2 separate regions of the Mus musculus genome follow, and region 1 is linked to region 2. Evidence: chromatin contacts called from public HiChIP or PLAC-seq data. All regions are on one chromosome and are shown on one strand. The core of a region is the stretch at or near the end of the contact, and the rest is flanking DNA. Distances in the headings are between cores, read along the strand shown.

Evidence for each region. HiChIP or PLAC-seq counts read pairs in DNA pulled down with a chosen protein or histone mark.
Region 1: an H3K27ac HiChIP or PLAC-seq map of heart atrium shows a contact between it and region 2, with 10 read pairs. The contact joins the enhancer-like site here to the promoter of Spats2l in region 2. A contact is called at or near these places in 8 of 39 promoter capture datasets (the 3T3-L1 cell line, cranial neural crest, embryonic stem cells and 4 more), 6 of 484 Hi-C or Micro-C datasets (the AML12 cell line, cardiomyocytes, cortical neurons and 2 more), 13 of 115 datasets of contacts at active chromatin or transcription factors (embryonic forebrain, embryonic hindbrain, embryonic limb bud and 6 more) and 2 of 9 other capture datasets (adipose tissue and liver).

What each region holds. Positions count from the first base shown.
Region 1 is chr1:57,889,020-57,891,719 of GRCm38.p6, forward strand. All of the region lies in intron 7 of Spats2l (spermatogenesis associated, serine-rich 2-like), which reads left to right. Among named protein-coding and RNA genes, the nearest start is that of Kctd18, 80 kb to the right of the region's middle. Within about 2 kb of position 1,357, at least 50 of the 459 cell types and tissues checked have an H3K27ac peak or open chromatin away from gene starts, as enhancers often do. A contact at or near this core is called in cardiomyocytes, embryonic stem cells, extraembryonic endoderm stem cells and 4 more, where this site is marked.
Region 2 is chr1:57,773,540-57,776,239 of GRCm38.p6, forward strand. It overlaps Spats2l (spermatogenesis associated, serine-rich 2-like), which reads left to right and starts at 1,322. Exons shown (of 14, transcript NM_144882.4): 1 at 1,322-1,485.

The DNA.
Region 1 (2,700 bases), core at 107-2,606, 120 kb after region 2:
TGTACCAAGTGTGATTCCTGTATCCTTTTGTTCCTGCGAGTTTAACCGGAAGATATTATTTGTTTTTGTCACTGGCTCCTTACAAATCTTTATGCTCTATGTCATCTTTTCTAGTGAAGAATGAGTGGCGGGAAGTCATTAGGTGAGTTTGTCAAGGGCCTACTCCATGAGCATCCCACATGCTGTGATCATAAATTTTAAAACATGTTTGTAACTGGTTAGGTTTTTATCTCCCAAAGATAATAAAGGTCCATCGTGAAGTTGATGCCAAACTGTTAAATGACTAAAATGCTTGTTCAATCTATCAGAAATTCTAGGCCCATTGATAAACGAATCGCAGGTGGATGCCAGAACTTGTATACTCTACACCTCTTTTTTGAAAAGGAAGGATGAGACAGACCCTTAAACCCTGTTTTCATGGGGAAACCTAGGCTCCTTGGATGGAGAGGTCAAGGGACTAACAGTCTCTTTACCTCCTCTAGTTGGCAAAACTTGACTCCCTGCGGCCCGTCTACATTGCAGTGCAGAGTTAATGCTAAAGCCATGAGCTCTCTAATTCCTAAAAATAAAATTTTTAAAATGTATAATTGAAAAATTAGAAAAAAGTAATAGTAACAAAGCCATATAATGATATTCTGTGCTTGAGTGGGTTCACAGCATGAGCCTGAAAGAACTCTTCAGGCTACTCGTGGCGGTACATTTATCAGGCTCTCCGGTAATGAAACTGGCTCAACAAAGCTTGCCTTGAACGCCCCGCCGGGCAGGAGGCTATGGACATGTGCAAGGTGTGTTTTATCTTTTTATAACACCTTGACATTCAGGATCTCACTTTTTAAAAAAGTCTTAAACAGAATCATTATGCTGGCACGGGGAAAGTTAGCTTTAAGTTAAGATGTATGCAGGCGTCTGAGGGGTGTTAGTGTGACTTCCTACATGAAAAATCACCACCCAGAGCCCCTGTCCTTCAGGCTGTAAATATAGCGCTGTCATTTGGGCCGGGACTGTGTGTCAGCACATAGCTTGGAATTCAGAGGGCGTTTAAGCCTGAGTGTAGTTTGTTTTTTGTCTTTTGGGGTTTTTTTCTTCTATATTTTAGAAGTTTTAATAACAGCTCAGATCCTTTACACAGTCCAATCAAAACCATCCTGTTTTCAAATCTTAAGTCAGGCAAGGAGACAGAGGTTTATTCTTCACTAAGAGCAGCACTAAAGATAGTAATTTTTACCCCCTAAGGCCTCCAATCTAAATGTCTAAACACCTTGGAGTCTGGTTTCACCCAAGCCTTCCTCCTTCTCTGATTTCGAGCCTTATCTCTGTTTGGGCTAGAATAGGAAATCACATTCCTCTCTCTTTCTCCAGCTGGACACATGCCCATGGAGGAGGGGAGGAGAGGGACGGTGGCCACCAACAGCTTCCCTTGTATTGTATCTCTCATCCTGAAAGCTTTCTGGGAATCCACATCTTCTTTTCCTGTTTGTCACAAAGGAGGACTCCCTGCTGTGTTGGCCTCCACAACTCAGTCTACAGTCTGCCCCTATCCATGTCTCTGCTGTCCTATACAATACAAACTCCGTGAGGGGCACAGAACTGCCTCCTCGCTCTCAAAGTGGAATAAACCAAACAAGAAAGATGGGGGGCTTGTTATTTCATAATGTGCTTGTTTGTGCCCCTTTGTGCTTGCTGCAACTGCAAACACCCTAGCACTGTTTTGTGTTTCCAAGCAGATTTTTTTTTCCGTGTTACTATTGGCAGGAGCTCCAATGTGATCTCTCCTGCTCCTCTAAGCCCTGAGTTGGGCCAGAGGATTAGAAGAGATCAACAGGAAAGCTGCTAGCCTAGAACTTTCATAATGAAGCTAAGGCCATGAAGTCAAATGGCATAATATATCAGGAGCAAGAAGACTTGGCGTGTCTAGCAGTGGAAATGTCTGGGTTCAAACCCCGGTCTTGTTCAGTTACGGGTATGTGACCCTGGAAAAGTTACGTGCTCTGTGTTTCATCTTATTCCCCTGCACAACAGAAAAGTCTAACTGTTCCAAGGTTTGGGTGAACAATGAATGAGCTCTGTGGTGTGCTTAGCACGTCCCTGACATAGAGGCCAGCACCGTGGTGCTGCTTTAGTCCAGGAGCACATATTTCTGAGCATCTGATGCATGCCGGGTGTTTTTATACTGGAGATGAGCCAGGTGACCATGCTTTTCCTCCTGGGGAGTTTGTGTCCTCTGTTGGGTGAGGAAAATAGACGATAAGCCAGCATAAAACTAAGGCACCAGGATGATTGGAGATTCCAAAAGTCATGAAGGCTACCTACCTGAAGGCATGGTTGCTGTGTGGGGGCTTCATCTGAGACCATGCTATAATGTAAGCATCTGAAAAGCCGACACTGCAGCCCAACTCCAGCTTCTTCAGTGTCTCATGCCAGGGTGTGGGGGCCTCAGCAGCCAATTCTTTTTTCGAATTTAAACTTAGTATGCAACTTAGAGAAGCCTTCTAATTACAACCATAGGTTTTTGCTTTCTTTAAAAACTTAATGATATAACACTTTATAGAGAGCCAAGATCATGTACTCGCATATGAACACACATTTTGTTGTTATTTTAAAGCACGTAATCACCTTTTCGGTTCCTCTTTAATTATTATTTTATCACCTAAGTTCTTGGCTCATTTCCATGTAGGGGATTCATCAGCCTTAGCCTCTGCT
Region 2 (2,700 bases), core at 72-2,571:
TACAGAAGCTGGCTTTTCCGTCTGCACAAAGGTTGGGCCAGACTGGGTTCAAATTCTTCCTCTAGTTACTAGTTGAAAACTTAGACAAGCTATTTAACTTTTTGTCTCCTTTCTTTATTTGCAAATAAGCGAAAAAAAAACATACCTACCCACTGAGTTTATCTGAAGGGTTGGATCAGATACTAAATAAAGCACACTCATTCACCAATCCAGCCTATGGGGTGGGAGAAAACTCCCAGTCAGGTAAGAAAATGAGTTATTTCCTTTCATCTCTTCTTTTAATCAGAGTGACCTTTGTCAACTGGGCTATGATGTATTGTAGATCCGAATGTTACCTGAAAGTGTAATTCGTTTCAAATAACGACTCCCTTAAATGGAATACAATTCCGCTGTTCTGAGCTTGAGAGGCGAAACCGACTGATTTGATATTTGTAGAGGGCTGAGAGCCAGGAAGCCCCCCACCCCACTCACCCAAGGAACAGTTACTGCTCAGAGAAAGGGCGGCTAGGAAGTTACCCTTCAAAAATAAACCTGAGAGCAGCCTGCATTTCCCTCTGCTGCCTCTGGAAGAGGTGTGCGATCTAAAGTGCGTCCATCATGAATAATGCTTGCCTTTCCTCTCCCAACTACTGCACTCCCAGGCAGAAACATCACCAGCCGCTGCCACTGGGTAGCTCAGGGCAGCTCAGTGGGTGATCACGCACGATTAGATGCCCGCGTGAGACCCGGAGTGAAGACGAGGAGCCAAAACACTTCAGCTCAGTCTGATTTCAAAGGTCGGGCTGAGCCCCCAGAGCTCATCCCAGGGCCTGATTTTCCGCGGCTTTTCCGAATAAGCTATCTTTGTTTACATTTGAGCTTGGCTCACTCCCAGAAAGCATTACTACCTTCTGTCCGGAGAAGCATCTCGCCTTTGCAGACGGTGCTGGGGCAGCAAAGTTCGTTTTCCTGGGTAGGGAAGAGCGATTCTCTTGCTCCTCACGCGGGTAGTACCCAGTGTTTGGACAGTAGTGGGCAGTTTAGGGTAGGTGGAGGTTTGGAGGGGAAGGGGAGAAGGTTGGTGCGGGGCAAGCCAATGAAGTGCTGAAGCTGTATGGGGGATTCTTCTAGAAAGTAGGGTGGGAAAGGAGCTAGGGAGGGCGTGTGGAGGGACAGGATCCGTGTCAGAACGTGCGTGTGAGCGGATACAAAACCCAGGGAGGCGTGATCGGCGGCGTGTGTGCAAGCCCGAGCGAGGGGCGCCGGCGGGGTGTGTGCTCCTGGTGAGTGACACGGAGGGGCGGGCGGCCGCCGGGAGGGGGCGGCTGCGCGGGCGGGAGTGTCCCTGCGTGGGGCTGGCGGCGCGGAGTTGAGGCAGTGAAGGAATCCAGCCTGCCCAGCGGCCCAGCGGCCCTACCGCCGCTTTCCCTCAGCTCGCTCTCCGCGCTGCAGGGGCCGCCAGCGCCGCGCCCCGGCCCGGGACAGAGCAGCCGCGCTCGCAACGAGGTAAGCCCGGGTCCCCGGGTCGGGCGGCTCACCAGGGCCTGCGTGGCCAGGGTGGGGGCGATCGACCAGCCGAGCGCCCGAAGGCCGCCTCCCGGGGCACTGGGTGTGGCCCGAGCTTGGCCGACCGGACGCGGAGGTCGCGGTCCTTGCCTTCCCCCGGCGGGTGGTGGGGACAGCGGCGGAACCGATCGCGGACTCGGCCTGCCCTGCTCCACGCGGGCGCCCCCCTGCGCTCCAGCTCCGCGCCGCCGATCTGCCTGCCCGGAGCGGGGCCGCAGGTCCCGAGCGCCCCGCACCCCTCGGCACCGGCGGGATCGGGTCCCAGCGTTCGCGTGCGCGCGTCGAGGGCGCGCAGGGCAGGCGGGAGGGGGCGCCCAGGCCGCCGGACCGAGCGATGTCATTGCAGGGTCTGGGCAGAAAAGCCCCCCGGAGCCCGCGGGCGCCGCGGACTGCAGCCCGGAGCGAGGGTCGTTTCTGAGTCGCGGAGACAACTTGAGTTTTGCGCATCTGGGGAGATAGCAGAGCTTCTGGCGCTCTGCTGGGAGTTCCGTGTTTACTGCGGACACCGGGGTGAAGGATCCAGCCTTCACCTGGACGGGAATGCGACGGAAACCTCCCATCCTTTCCTTCCTCCTTGCGAGTGGAGCCTTCCAGTGCGCAGTAGGGTCGGCATTTGTGAACTTGATGGGTTTTCGGCTCACAGCAGTCCTGGTTTTTAGCAGGTGCCAAGGTTGTGGAGACCTGACACACTCATTAAAGATTCTTTGTAGACAGCATTTTGCTTTGAGTGCAGCACAATCTCTATAGTGTGAGACTAGCGAAAAACCCTTGAACTTCAACCACAGCGCCGTCCTTTCCTTCCATAAAACACATGTAATATTTCACTTGCTTATTTAAAATACTAAAGTATCTGACCCCTTTGCAGCCCCGAAGATTTTAAAGGGGAGAGGGACACGGAAATTTTAGAATTTGTGCAGAGATAGAGTAAGGTCGTGCGGTCTTTATACCGTCATTCAATTTTGTTTTAGAGGAGCATTCATTGCTACTCAGACTCTGTTTCCAGAGAGTAAGCAAATGTGCAGTATGGCAGAGAAAAGAAAGGACAGGAAGTCAGAAATAGAAAAAGACTATTCAAGTAGTAGAAAAAAATATTTTGAAAGAACTCTTTAAAAAGTTGCCTTCTGGATAAAATATTTTATGAGCCTTATGAAATTG